Regions from separate parts of the Canis lupus genome. Here region 1 is linked to region 2. Evidence: chromatin contacts called from public Hi-C data. All regions are on one chromosome and are shown on one strand. The core of a region is the stretch at or near the end of the contact, and the rest is flanking DNA. Distances in the headings are between cores, read along the strand shown.

Region 1 (7,308 bases), core at 1,616-4,115, 56 kb after region 2:
ACCTGCATGGCTCAGTAGGATAAACGTCTGCCTTCTGTTCAGGTCATGATCCCAGGGTCCTGGGATAGAGCCCTGAATTAGGCTCCCTGCTCAGTGGGGACCCTGCTTCTCCCTCTCCCTCTGCTCCTCCCTGCCCTGCTCATGCTCTCTCTCTCTCTCTCAAATATCTTTTAAAACATAATAAAATGTAGTGTGTATTTTACACTTATATTTCATCTCACTTTGCTAGCCAACTTTCAAGTATTCAAGAGCCACATGCAGCTAATGCTTGTCTTACTGGACAGCATAGGTCTAGCATAATCCCTGCCACAGAACAAGTAAAACGTAAATGTTTGTTCAATGGATGAATTTATTATTATAAATTAAATGTTATTAAATGTTATCATTACATCTTCCTGCCTCTTAATAAACTTTTGCTTCTTTCAAAGTAGGACAGAACAATAAACTGTATTTTGCCTTTGATGTATAGCATCTATAATGTATGACCAACATGAGTTAGCATTAAATTTAGAAACTATAATAAAACATAGATCTTAAGATGCACATTCTAGTATGACATCGACTTCACTGTGCTTGTGTAAAATTGTAGCTCAAAAAACTTACAGCCCCTTTGAAAATAAGTATATGTGTATTTTGTCCTCAATTGCATGGGCCATAGCTAATATTTCTGTAGGCTGGCATTATCTGCTATTATATTTCACAGACTCTCAGAGGCTTGTTCTTAAAAACTTGATTGAGATGCTCCATATCTAATTATTAACCCACTTCATCGTTCATTAGCCTCCCAGTACCATGCTCACTTTGCTTAACTGAAGATTAATTTGATCAAAAAGACAAGCTGTGCCTTGTGGGACTTTCTTGTTGTGCAAGGTGGTCATCCTCATAGCTCTCTGGCTAATCATTTCCTATGAACTCCTGGAGTTGGAACTATTTGCTCTCCCTAAGGACAAATTGTATCTTCTTTTTTTTTTTTTTAAGATTTTATTTATTTATTCATGAGACACACACACACACAGAGAGAGAGAGAGAGAGAGAGAGAGAGAGAGAGAGAGAGAGAGAGAGGCAGAGACATACGCAGAGAGAAGCAGGCTCCATGCAGGGAGCCTGATGTGAGAATCGATCCCAGGACTCCAGGATCACACACTGAGCTGAAGGCAGATGCTTAACCGTTGAGCCACCCAGGCATCCCTGTATCTTCTTTCTGTGTACTGCCTTTCAGTACATTCTAATATGCCAAGAATGTTGAATTTCCCCCTTCAAAATTGCTGTTGATCATAACCAGGCAATTTTTCTCTCTCTTTATCACCTAGTTGCTTTACAAGAGTATGAAATGGGCATTACTATGGAGTGCTAATTATTGAGTGGTCCATTCCCACAAGTAACTTATGCCACCACCTCTCAGTGGTTCCATTGCCAATATATTTGGCCACTTTGCTGCTGAGAATATCTCTTACTAAGTTATTACCTATAGTGGATAATAAATTTCCTGTAACAGTAGTTGTGTGATGCACAGAATCATCAATGGCCTCTTATCAACAGCATTCCTGGGTCTCAATGAAACAGGAGAGAGAAAGACATCTCTCAGGGTCCCCATCAAAGCTAATTTTTAGGGTTTCTCAATCTGAGGAGGAGATGAGGTAGAGTCTAATTTAAAGCCCTAAATGTCTTCCTTTGGGTTCTCACAAACAATGTTTCAGTGATTTCCTCCAGCTTGTTCCTCTCTATTTTCTGGGGGAGCTAGGCAGCTTATATCCTATGGATTTGCCATATCGACAATTACTGGGCCCCTTCCTTCTTTCAACAATCTTTAGGTTGTCACCTATCACATATCAAGCTCAGAAGATACAATGGGGCCAGATGGAGCCCCTTCCTTCGGAGTGTATGAGCTAGCAAAACTCCTAGAATCAGAATCCACTTCCTTGCTCAGGCAAGGCCCCTTACTGTCTACTTACTGGTGTGTCTAACCCCAACTTGCTTCCAGTTTACTTAGGAAGAATTGTCCCAATAGCAGTCTCTTAAAAAAAAAAAATTAAAAAAAAAGTCAAGGTAATTGTTTTTTTTAAAATAATAAATTTTTTATTGGTGTTCAATTTACCAACATACAGAATAACACCCAGTGCTCATCCCGTCAAGTGCCCCCCCCCAGTGCCCGTCACCCATTCACCCCCACCCCCCGCCCTCCTCCCCTTCCATCACCCCTAGTTCGTTTCCCAGAGTTAGGAGTCTTTATTTATGACAGAAGTCTCCCTTTCTGTCAAGGTAGCTTTGAACAGAGGGATTAGATATTCACAAACCGAGCGTTCACAACATGGACACATTTACAAATTCGGGGTGACATCCTGCTCCAACATGTAATGCAGGCGCCTTTGGCCGCTCTGGAAATTAGAGAGCGTTAAAATTGAATTCAAATAAAGTATTGCAGAAATCGTACAGGTGAAGCCCAGCTCTGTTGCTAGGCAACCTGACAGCCTCTCGAGTGGGGACCAACTTGCCTCCCACACTTGACCATCTCTCCCCAGTGGTGGGACGCGGAGGCCTCATTGGCTCCCGTCTCCTCGCACTGAACCCCAATTGGTCGGAGGGGCTCTCACTCCGCTCCCGTTGGCTCTCGCCGGCTCTCGCCGCTCTGTGATTGGCAGGCCGGCTCTCGGGCCACCGCACGTCACTCTCTCACCCCACTTCCTCGGGCCTCCAGCTTTGTCCCCGCCCCTTCCCCCGCCCTTCCAGCCACGAGGGAAAGCCCTAGCCGGGGCCCGCCTCCACGTCTCTCCGGATTGGCGGAAGCCGGCCGGGGGGGCGGGCTCTGCCGGGCCGCTCTGCGGGCCGCGATTGGCTGCCGGAAGCGCGGTCCAGCCTCCCCCCGACTCCCGGCGGTGCGGGAGTCGGGTGGGTCGGCGGCTATAAAGCTGGTGGCGGAGGGGAGGCGCCGCGTACTGCCCTTGCGTGGCTCGCTCCCTTCCCGGCAGCCGCCCGGTCACGTCTGGGTGAGTGCCCCGCGACGGGGGGAGCCGGGCTGCCGCGGCGCCGGGCGGGATGAAGGCCGGGCGGGCGGTGTCCTTGACTAGGCCCGAAGGAGCTCCAGCTCCGTCCCGGCGGGGGGGCGGGGGGCGGGGGCGGAGGCGTGGACCTGGCCCTGGATGGGGGCGCGGGCGCCGCGGGGTGCGGGGTGCGGGGCCGCCCCGCCAGCCGCCCGGGCCCGCAGGCGGGGGCTTTGACGGGGGGCTGGGGAGTCGCGGAGGGAGAAGGCGAAAGGGCGTTGAGGGCGAGGGTTCTAGTGACCTAGTCAGCCGGGGGCCGGGGAGCCGGGGGGCCGGGGCGCGGCCGTGATCGCCTTGAGGGGCGGGGGGCGGGGGGCGCCCCCGGAGCTGGGCTGCCCGGGCGTTCCCCGAGCTTTGGGGTGAGGGTGGACGCCGAGGGATGGAGAAGACCACGCCTGGTTAGATGGAGCCTCGTAGGTTGGCAGGGGGTGTGTCCTCTTGCAGCCACATAGAGTTGCTGGGAAAGGGAAGCGGGCGAGCATGACTTTCTTCCCTAGCTCAGGTGCAGAGAAGCATCAAAACCGGGATTTATTTTTTTTTAATATTTATATGTTTATTTATTTTTATTGGAGTTCAATTTGCCAACATATAGCATAACACCCAGTGCTCATCCCATCAAGTGCCCCCCTAAAACCGTGATTTAACGAGTACTTGGGCTGCTGACTGCTTCCGTCGGCTTGCTTCGGGTATCACAGGTTCCTGCCTCCCACCTACCTTCCCGCCTCCGAATTTTCTATGCCCCTGTTAAAGGGAAAAAAAAAAAAAAAAAAAGGTTTCCTGGGTGTTCTGAAATCCTGTGCCTCCCTCTTGCTAATAGTTTTAGAGCCGGTCTGACCTGCTGTGATGTAGTGGGCAGGTACCCGCAGGGCCTTCACACACGGAGGATTGGGGATTAAGCTAAGTGTATGGTGTCTTCGAAAAAACGTGTCCTTGTGTGACGGATGGTAGAGAAAAGGATTACTCTGAGCTTCCCTGGAGGAGGAATGTGGACAACAGGTAATGAAGGAGGTTATCTCTGCTTGTCATGTTTGCCCTGTGGCCTTGGCCTTAGGCCATCAAAGGCTTCTTTTCACCGCTCACCTCTGCTGCAGCGCTTCCCACAGCTGCTGATGCTCCCGTCAACCTGCCGCAGTTGGATGATGTGTTCTGGCTGTGGCTGAGTGATGTTTGCTCTATCACACTGCTGAATTCTGAAAAACAATGGCAAGATAAATGACAAAATCACGACAAATGAAGACGCTCATGTAGTTAACAGGTTTTTCCTTCTGAGTTGGAGTTTGGACTTTAGTTGTACAGATTCTGTTAGAAGGGAGATTGAAAGCCCTTAACATGGATCTGTCCAAATGGTTCTTTGCATCTTGAGACCTCTAAGCAGTTTGTGTTCTTTCTTTGATCAAAACTTTATATTTTTAAAATTTCAGTTATTTTTGTAGGGGTAAGGAGGGCAGGGATAGTATATTTTACGGGGAAGGAGAAAGACGCACTTTTCTCGGTGTTTAACCTTTGTAGGTCTCTCCTAAATTTGTAGATTTGCCCTTTTTATCCAATTCTAGTTTAATAGGTAACACCAATTCTTAGGAAGGCGCTGCCAATGGGGAGAAATTACAGGATGTTTTATGTACCATAAAAGGCCACGTCATCTGCTGGCTATTTCAGGGCCTTGCTTTTGATTTTGTTTTCTTAGGTATTCCTCCAGAGTGCTTTTACATCTTGTTTCTCTTAACTGTGGGATGGACTTTAAGACTTTTTGATTGAGATTTTAGATAGCTTTCATGGAAGGAAGTGCAAAACCCTGATAATTGATGTAATGTGTATTTACTCAGTGCTCTAGAATAATTTAAAACCATAAAACAGCTGGGATCCCTGGGTGGCTCAGCGGTTTAGCACCTGCCTTCGGCCCAGGGCGTGATCCTGGAGTCCCAGGATCGAGTCCCACGTCGGGCTCCTTGCATGGAGCCTGCTTCTGCCTCTCTCTCTCTGCCCCTCTATCTCTCTCTGTCTCTCTGTGTGTGTGTGTGTGTCTCATGAATAAATAAGTAAAATCTTTTAAAAAAAAAAAAAGGCAATGGAACTGAATGAGAGGAGATACAGTTGAGGTTCTGGTTTGAGGAATTTGATGGACTATATATCAGAATCTATATTTAGTTTCATGTAAAGAACTGAGTCTTATAATTTTATTTTATTTTATTTTAAAAGATTTTATTTATTTGAGAGAGACCGCACGAGCACTCACAAGGTGGGGGGAGGCAGAGGAAGAAGTAGACTCCCCACTGAGCAGGGAGCCCCTTGGACCGCTGGATCCCAGGACCCCAGGATCACATCTGCTGAAGGCAGATGCTTAACTGACTGAGCCACCCAGGCACCCTGTTTGACATTTTTATATTTCTCAAGATGATGGTACAGATTCAGAAGGTTGAAAAATATGTTACTCAATCTAATGGAATGGTAGTAGCCCTCAACTCTTAACAATCTATTCATTCTGAGACTTCTTGGTATATGGTGATGCTCACTTACTGTCTGTCAACTGAGTATAATGAAAGCAGTAGAGAAGCTAATTTTTCAAAGGCTTCATCGTTGCAGGTTTTGTGACTGGGGATATGTGCATATGGGAATGTTGGTAAGAGCAACACATGTTCTCTTATTCCATTGGATCACCTACATTTTTTAGTAGAAAGCCAGTTTTCTTAAACACGTTCCGGGCACTGTTTGGTGCTGCAACTCATTTAAAATGTGATAGCAAAAAGAACTTACTGATGAGAGCTGTACAAGTACTTAAATCTAAAAGATTTGTCCTCTAACTATGATAACTCCAAATTCAGCCCCTCAAAAAATGGCAGTTGAATGCCCTTTTCTCCAAGATCTCAAAGACATTTCTTTTTCTTTCTTTTTTTTTTTTTTTTAAGATTTTATTAATTTATTCATGAGAGACCCACAGAGAGGGACAGAGACATAGGGAGCCCGATGCAGGATTCAATCCCAGGACCCCGGGATCACAACTGAGCCAAAGGCTGATGCTCAACCACTGAGCCACCCAGGAGCCCCTTAGAGAGATTTCAAAAAAGGATCAAAATACAGCCCCCTCTCCCAGGAGACTTCTAGGAATTGAGTATGGATCAAAAGACTGCCCATGACTATTTTTCCAGGGAGTAGAATATGAAGACTTTGTGTGAATGACCTATACCTGCTGTAGAATTGCGGAGCCCTGATGAGAAACTTGAGGAAACCTTCCTGGAAGAGGTAGCTTAGAGTAGGGCCTTGCAATAGAAGTAGAATTTATAAGCAGACCAGGAACTCTGGGGCAGAGGCCGGAATGTCTATTTTTTTAACAGAGAACTAGACCAGAGTGTACAGGCATGGGCAAAGCCTTCACCAGTAGTTTTGCTTGCTTCTTCCCAAGGAGGAAAGGTCTTTCTCATTATAAAGGATGTCCTGTATTTCTCTCCTGTTATAGTGAAAAAGATCAGCAGGTAACCGCTTACTGTTTATCATGTACCTAAATGTGTGCTGGATGAACTTCTTTGACTCTTTGTTTGAATCAAGGCTGAGGAGGGATCCCAAAGAAGGAATTTAGAACTCTGAATAAACCCCAGGAGAAAGAAAGCTTCATTGCATGAACCTAGTTGATGCTAGCAGCCTCCCGCATTCTTCAGTTTTTCTCTTTGCCAAACTAGGTTTGGCAAAAATGCCTATATTGTGGCTCCAGAGGCTCCAAACATGCTGTGTGGTAACCTGCCAGCCGCTTGCCATTCATTAACTGCTTCCTGACCTGTGCTGCCCCCCCCTCCATCATTGCTCTGAAAAGACCTTCTGTTACAAATAGCTGATGACCTGCTGGAGACTTTGGCAGTGCAGTTTCGATCATCTCAGGATCAAGAACCCTCTAGCAGTTGCAGAAGAGAAAGGGAAGCCTAATCCCTTCGTGATGGACTGTTCCTGAAAGTGGCGTTTACAGCCTCCATTTCCTTTCCTCCAGGACTCTCCCGAGAGCTTAGGCATGGCAGTCCTCGTGAATCTTCTTTCTTTTGTTTTTTTCTTTGCTCTAAAGTCCTCCTCTCTTCCCCCTCTTCCCCTCCCCTCCTCCTCTTGTCTCTGCCCCTGCTTGCCCCACCTAAACTCTCCTCAGCTGAAATAATCAAAATTGAAAGAGGGAATATTGGCAGTTCAGGGGAAATTTCCTTGATGGAAATAGCATCAAATGCATATATATAATATGGTTTCAAGAAGAAATATTACTAAGTTACTTAGTCCCAACCTGGAGGGGGAATCATGT
Region 2 (6,787 bases), core at 2,705-5,204:
CTACATTTTTAAAAAAGATTTTATTTGTTTATTCATGAGAGACATGCAGAGAGAGAGGCAGAGACATAGGCAAAGGGAGAAGCAGGCTCCCTGTGGAGAGCCTGATGTGGGACTCGATCCCAGGCCCCAGGATCACAACCTGAGCCGAAGGCAGACAATCACTAAGCCACCCAGGTGCCCTTCAAACTGCATTTCTAAAAAGTCCCCAAGTGATGCAATTGCTGCAGCTCTGGGAACCACACTTTGAGTGGCAGGAGACTATACAATACATGTAAGTAAGAGAGGAAGCTCGTTAACCTCTCTATAGTAAAGAATCATATCCTTAAAGCCCGAAATCTAATTTTTATATCACAGACTGGATGTGTAGTGCTTTAGTATTCATTTTGACAGATCTTGAGCGGGAAATCTTTAAAGCCTTGATCCAAAATTGGGTCACAGATGGAACCAAATCAGGGACAGAAATTCATGGCAAATCACCCACCCAAATCTCTGACACTTAATACTGGAAATGCTGTTAACAACAAAACCCCAAACCAACAGAAACAATAGCAATAACACTTTCATTAATAAGACAAACTAATGCTTTAATGAGATACTAATCTCTTTAAATTATTAAATATAATGGGCAAATGATTTATCATATTGAATTGACCCCTAATTACTTGAGTGAGGGTGGAGGGATAATGTTTCTGAAAAGCATTGTGTAATTTAAGGACATTTGAGATTTAAGACATTGACCAAATATAGGTAACCTTATTTCCTAAAAAAAAAAAAAAAAAGGAAAATTTTAATTTTTATTATTTTTAATTTTTTTAGATTTTATTTCTTTATTCATGAGACACACACACACACAGAGGCAGAGACACAGGCAGAGGGAGAAGCAGGCTCCATGCAGGGAGCCTGATGTGGGACTGGATCCCAGGTCTCCAGGATCACACCCTGGGCTGAAGGTGGCGCTAAACTGCTGAGCCACCCAGGCTACCCCAAAATTAATTTTTATAGCATTAAAAGCCTTAAAACAAAATACAATGATATATAAGACAAAAGAGCTTAGTTCAGCTCGAGGCATTTATTTAGCACTAATAACAGGTATTGTGCTGCATGTATACAAACATATACTGAGGGAGCTCACAGTCAAAAGACAGTCATATAAACTCTTAATTTTTTATATATGATAAAGATAGCAAAGCATAGGATGCTCTGGGACCACAGATTCACATGAGACAAAAACAAGACTGGGAAAAAGGAAACAATTAGTGACATCTTGAACTCAGGAATAAAGGAATGAAAAGGAGGGAGACAGTTCTGAGAAACAGAGTAAAACACACAGGAGTTTGGCCATGGGGAATGCAGGATGGAATGACATGGGTTTCTGGCTTGGGTAGCAGTAAATGAGTGTTAAACGAGATGAGAAAAGGAACAAGATTTTCAGTGGTAAGAAATAATGCCTTCAGTTAGGGATTTATTAAGTTAGGGGAGCCTGTGGAATATTCAAGTGTATGTTCAATAGCAGTTGAATACATGTCAGGATTATTGGGGTAGAGGCTAAAGTAGACAGATTATTTTAAAGCTACTGATAGAGATAATAACTCAAAGCATCAGAAGACGTGAGCTGAAAGAAGAGTGGAAGGTCAAGGACTGAACTTTGAGGAATGCCAACTATTGAGGAGAAGGCAAAGGAGAAATTCAGAGCAGAGAATGTAATTTCTCAGTATTAGGACAATTAGGAGGGATTAAGGTCTTGTCAACCAGGGATATGGAGAGTGTCCACGAAGGAATGGGTACCAATGTCAAACGCAGTAAGGAGGTCCTGAAAGAACGTTAGACAAACATCTGCTATTGGAGGCATCCTGAGGGCAGGGACTAGGACTTCCTAATTTTTGTATATTTGGTGCCTAGAACAATGAAAGACACCAAGTAGGTGCTCCACAAACGCTGATGGAATTTTACTGACCTGGCAATCACTTTCATTAGTAAAATAATAAATTTGCTGGAATGATTCAAACTCAAAAAATGTGTGTGAGCCAGTGTTGATATTTTCCCAAGGGGGTTTTTCCTTGACCTAATCCAGGTTAAATTTTCAATAAAAAATAAAATGAAGGAAATGTAGAAAACTGATCAATCCAACCAAGGAAAGGAGGGAAAAAAGGATGATAAGAAGAAAACACAAAATAAGGTGGGTAAGTAATTAATCAAAAGATTTAGTGTCACAATATTGGTATCAGAAAAGTAGAACATAGGCAAAAACTTGGAATAGGACTAGAGGAATTTCACAGGAGGATAAAAAGTATCAGTTCCCCAAGAAGGTACACCTAAGACTGCCTTAAGAGTGCAGGGTCAAATTTTGTTTTTATTTAAAATTGTAGTAAGGGGCAGCCCGGGTAGCTCAGCGGTTTAGTGCCTGCCTTCGCCCAGGGCCTGACCCTGGAGACCTAGGATCGAGTCCCACATCAGGCTCCCTGCATGGAGCCTGCTTCTCCCTCTGCCTGTGTCTCTGCCTCTCTCTGTCTGTCTCTCATGAATAAATAAATAAAATCTTTTTAAAAATAATAAAATTGTAGTAAGGTTGATCCTTGAACATCCCAGGGGTAGGGGATGTCCAAACCCCCAAAATCCCTTTTGACTTCCCCAAAAATTAACTACTAAGTTAATTAAGCTTTAGTAACCTACCATTGGCCAGAAGCTTACCAATAACAGCTAATAAATACGTACTTTGCATGTTTACATGTATTATATACTATGTCCTTAAAATACAGTAAGCTAAAGAAAATGTTAAAATCGTGAGGAAAATACATCTAGGGCACTGCATTTATCAACAAGAAATCCTCAGAGGTGGACCCACACCCTTTAAACCCACGTTGTTCAACGGTCAACTGTATTTTATTCGTCATACACTTTTTTTTGGTATGAACTTTTATTTTTAAAAATATTGCCTAAAATATTATTTAATCTCAACTACTGAATTTTTTGGAGCACCCATGTCAAATTTTTCCCCTGGGGGACGCCTGGAGGGGGGCTCAGTGGGTTAACCGGCTTCCCGTTCGGGTCATGACCGTGGCATCCCGGCATCCAGGGGACGCCCCCACGGGGGAGCCTGCTTCACCCAATCCCTCTGGCCCTCCCCCCGCTCATGCTCTCTCTCAAATAAATAAAATCTTAAAAAAAAAAAAAAAAATCGGGACGCCCAGGTGGCTCAGTGGTTGAGCATCTGCCTTCGGCCCAGGGCGTGACCCCGTCGTCCCGGGATCGAGTCCCGCGTCGGGCTCCCTGCACGGCGCCTGCTTCTCCCTCTGCCTGTGTCTCTGCCTCTCTCTCTCTGTAAAATAAGCAAATAAATATAAATAAGTCTCTAAAAATAAATAAATAAAATCTTAAAAAAAAAGAAAACTGCCCCTGAGGCTAGCGCCCTACTCCAATCCCCGCTGAGGATAGAAGGGCCCTTGCGTGCGTCTGAAATATAAGCCCAGCGGACACGTACTGCCAAACCATAAGAAAAAAATCCGACCTAATCTCGACAATAGTGAGATTTTTTTTTAACATACCCGCATCAGAAACTGACAGATCATTCAAAAAACTAAAATTAAAAAAAATTTTTCAAAAAAAAAAAAAAAACCCTAAAATTTTCCCGCAGCTCCTTGAAGGGCAGGCGTCGGCAGGCGGTGCAGGCCGGGCTTCCCAGCGGCTCCCGAGGGCCCAGGCCGCGCCGCGCAGGCGCACGCACTTCCGGCCGCCCTCCCGGAAGAGGCTGGCGCGAGGGGCCGGCCGTGGCCCCGCCCCTGGGCGTATCCCTCGTTGGACGCGGGCCGCTGCTTCCGGAACGTCCTCTCCCCGCGCCGCGCGCGCCACCGCGGGCTAGCTGAAAAGCCACCGGCGCCGTGCCCGTTGCGCACGCGCAGAGGCCGGAGGAGCGGCGGGATGTGGCCTCAGTATGCCTCGAGGAACACCACCCGCTTCTCCTTGCGTCCGCCCTTCCTTCTCCTCCTCTTTGGGCTCCGGCTTGGGCTCCGGCTCCAGCACCAAGTGTCCCGCTCCCGGCCTCTCCTCCCACACGGCCATGACCGCAGACACGTGAGCGCGACGGCCGTAAAGCGCCGCGACGTCGCGCTTTTGTCTTTTCCCATCTTTGGTTTGGGTTCAGGGTCCTCTTGATTTTTCTCTTGTAGGTTTTTGGGTTGAACGCTTAATTGTTTTTTCGTGCGTGTGTTTTAAATAAATGCACTTAGGCTATGCCACCTGTTATAATAAGTAGTACTTCCACTTTTCAGAGTACTGTGATCTTTTTTCTTTAATCTGGATCAAATGGTTTTTAGCTTCAAAACATGATATTTGTAAGTTTATAAATATGTCGTGTATTACTTAGATCCAAGCTTTAAACGGTTACTTTGCACGAGAACCTCCTCTTCAAACCCTATTAAGAATGGGGAAAAAAAAACCAACAAACCCGAACTGCAAAAAAATGCAATGCAACTTTGTAATGTAGGGGAGGGAAAAAAAAAAACCCTTACCAGGATCTCTTGACGGGTGGTTTCTGTAACAAAAGACATTAAAAAGGGAAAAGCATACAAATCTATGTAAGTTTTAATTGACATAGCAGCTTTCATAAGGAAATGAAGACCCAAAGAAGTTTGAATCAACGCTTATAAAGTTGGACAGAGTGGTAAATTGTGGAAAAGTGACCAAAGGGACTTGGGCGAGGTGACCAGGAAGATAGATAAGGGTTCGCTTAACAGAGTTGGTTTGTACAGATTTCTCTCGGCCTCGACTTCCCCTGGAGTAGAGGAGCACCAGCTGACTCAAAGGGATGAAGTGCCGCCCTCTGGTGATAAAAATGCCTTCCTCCAAGTGCAGGGAGAGCATCTTTTACTTGGGAGTTTTATCTCCCCAGGGATTTTAGGAAAGTTAGGATGGCCTTTGTGCATTGCAATTTTTTTTTTTTAAGTGACTTTAACTTAAAATAATGAGGTGGCGTTTTCCGAATGCCTTCAGTGAAAATAAATTAGAAATTGTAGATGAAAGGGACAATGTCTTAGAAAACTAAGATACCGGGATTGAGCAGAGAAGACCTAGAAAACCCCCCAAAACAAATAACTATTAAAGAAATTAAATCAGAGTTGAACACATTTCCTTCAAATAGACACCAAGCCTAGATGGTTTCAGAGATTTTACCAACCACTGGAGGAACAGACCATCCTCATCTTATAAAATCTCTTCAAATAATAGAATGGCAGAGAAAACTACCCAGTGCATTGTTGAGATTAATATAACCTTAATATCCAAAACTTTCAAGATTGATATTAGGGGATAAAAGAATGGACAAATCTTGTTTATGAAAATAAATGTAAAAATCTAAATAAATAGCAGATCAAACTCAGAATCGTATAACGATTAATACATTATGACCAAGTATGGTTTATCTCCAGAGGGCAAGGAAGAAAATAGATTAATCCATCATAGTAATTTAAATTTTGTGTATTGAGTTTACGGTGGGGTAAGCACTGTTCTAGGCATTTAGCAAGGTAATAAAGGAGAAAAGCCTTGAGGTGCCTGGCTGGCTCAGTCTGTAGAGCACCTGAGTCTTGACTTGGACTAGTGAGTTTGAGTCCCACATTGGGTGTAGAGATTACTTTAAAGATTTTTTTTAAATAAAGGAGAAAAGCCTTTCATTGCTATACAGGATTTGAGAAGGAAGAGATTAAAAAAAAAAAGTATGTTTACCTAGAAAACCAAAGAATATCAACTCCAAACTATTACAACTAAAAAAAAAGTACAGCAAAGTTGTTGGCTACAAGATCAACATAATCAACAGCATTTTTACACATCAAAAAAAAAATTAGAAAAGGTAATTTTTCTTTGTTTTTAAAGATTTTATTTGTTTATTCATGAGAGACACACACAGAGAGAGGCAGAGACACAGGCAGAGGGAGATGCAGGCTCCATGCAGGGAGCCTGATGTGGGACTCGATCCCAGGTCTCCAGGATCACACCCTGGGCTGAAGGCGGCAGCGCTAAACCCCTGAGCCACCCAGGCTGCCCTAGAAAAGGTAATCTTTCAAAGACCATTCACAATAGCACAAAACTTATAAGGATATATAACAATATTTTATTATTTTTTCATAAAGGTCTTAAAGGACATCAAAGAAACCCTGAATAACTAGAGAGATAATTGCATATTTATGGATGGGAAAGCAGTATTTTTTTCAGATGTCTGCTCTCCCAAAATTTAGTTGTAAATTCAGTGCAATTCCAGCCAAAGCTCCAAAGATTTTTGAAGAACTTAAGCAGATTCTAAAATGTATAGGAATGGTAAAGAGCCAAGAACAGTCAAGACAATTTTGAAGAATCAGTTGGATAAGTAAACTTAATTGTGTTAGGTATTAGGATTGATTAAAAAGTCACCTTAATTGAGACAGTATGGAACAGATGCCAAGATAGGTAAATAGAGCAATGAAACAAGAGAAAGCCCAGAAACAGACCTATGTGTATGTGGGAGCATGAAGACTTAAGGGGTGTTTGTGCATCAGTGAGACTGGGCAGTTCCACTGTGGAAAGGAAGCAATCCTGCCAACAAAAGATCCCTCTGTCCTAAAAGAGAAAAGAGAACAGAATATATTATTGAATGAGCGTTAGCAGATTTACAAGCCTGAAAGTGATTCTGAAGTTAGAACAGAATTGCACATATTTTATGCAAGAAAAAAGAAGAAAGAATAACTTCTTATCTCCTCAAAAAATGGGGGTTTACCTCGTGTGGCAGTCCGTGTGCATCTTGGAAGAGACCCTGAGCTAATTC

What was found. Hi-C and Micro-C count contacts between places; a contact is called where the count stands out from the background.
Region 1: a Hi-C map of blood shows a contact between it and region 2, with 3 times the contacts expected there. The contact joins the promoter of HMGCS1 here to the enhancer-like site in region 2. A contact is called at or near these places in 3 of 9 Hi-C or Micro-C datasets (amygdala and blood).

Annotation. Positions count from the first base shown.
Region 1 is chr4:67,548,434-67,555,741 of UU_Cfam_GSD_1.0, forward strand. HMGCS1 (hydroxymethylglutaryl-CoA synthase, cytoplasmic) reads left to right here and starts at 2,866. Exons shown (of 13, transcript XM_038535173.1): 1 at 2,866-2,984; 2 at 3,856-4,034. The coding sequence starts at 3,980.
Region 2 is chr4:67,491,242-67,498,028 of UU_Cfam_GSD_1.0, forward strand. All of the region lies in intron 1 of CCL28 (C-C motif chemokine ligand 28), which reads left to right. Among named protein-coding and RNA genes, the nearest start is that of CCL28, 11 kb to the left of the region's middle. Within about 2 kb of position 3,955, at least 16 of the 20 cell types and tissues checked have an H3K27ac peak or open chromatin away from gene starts, as enhancers often do. A contact at or near this core is called in blood, where this site is marked.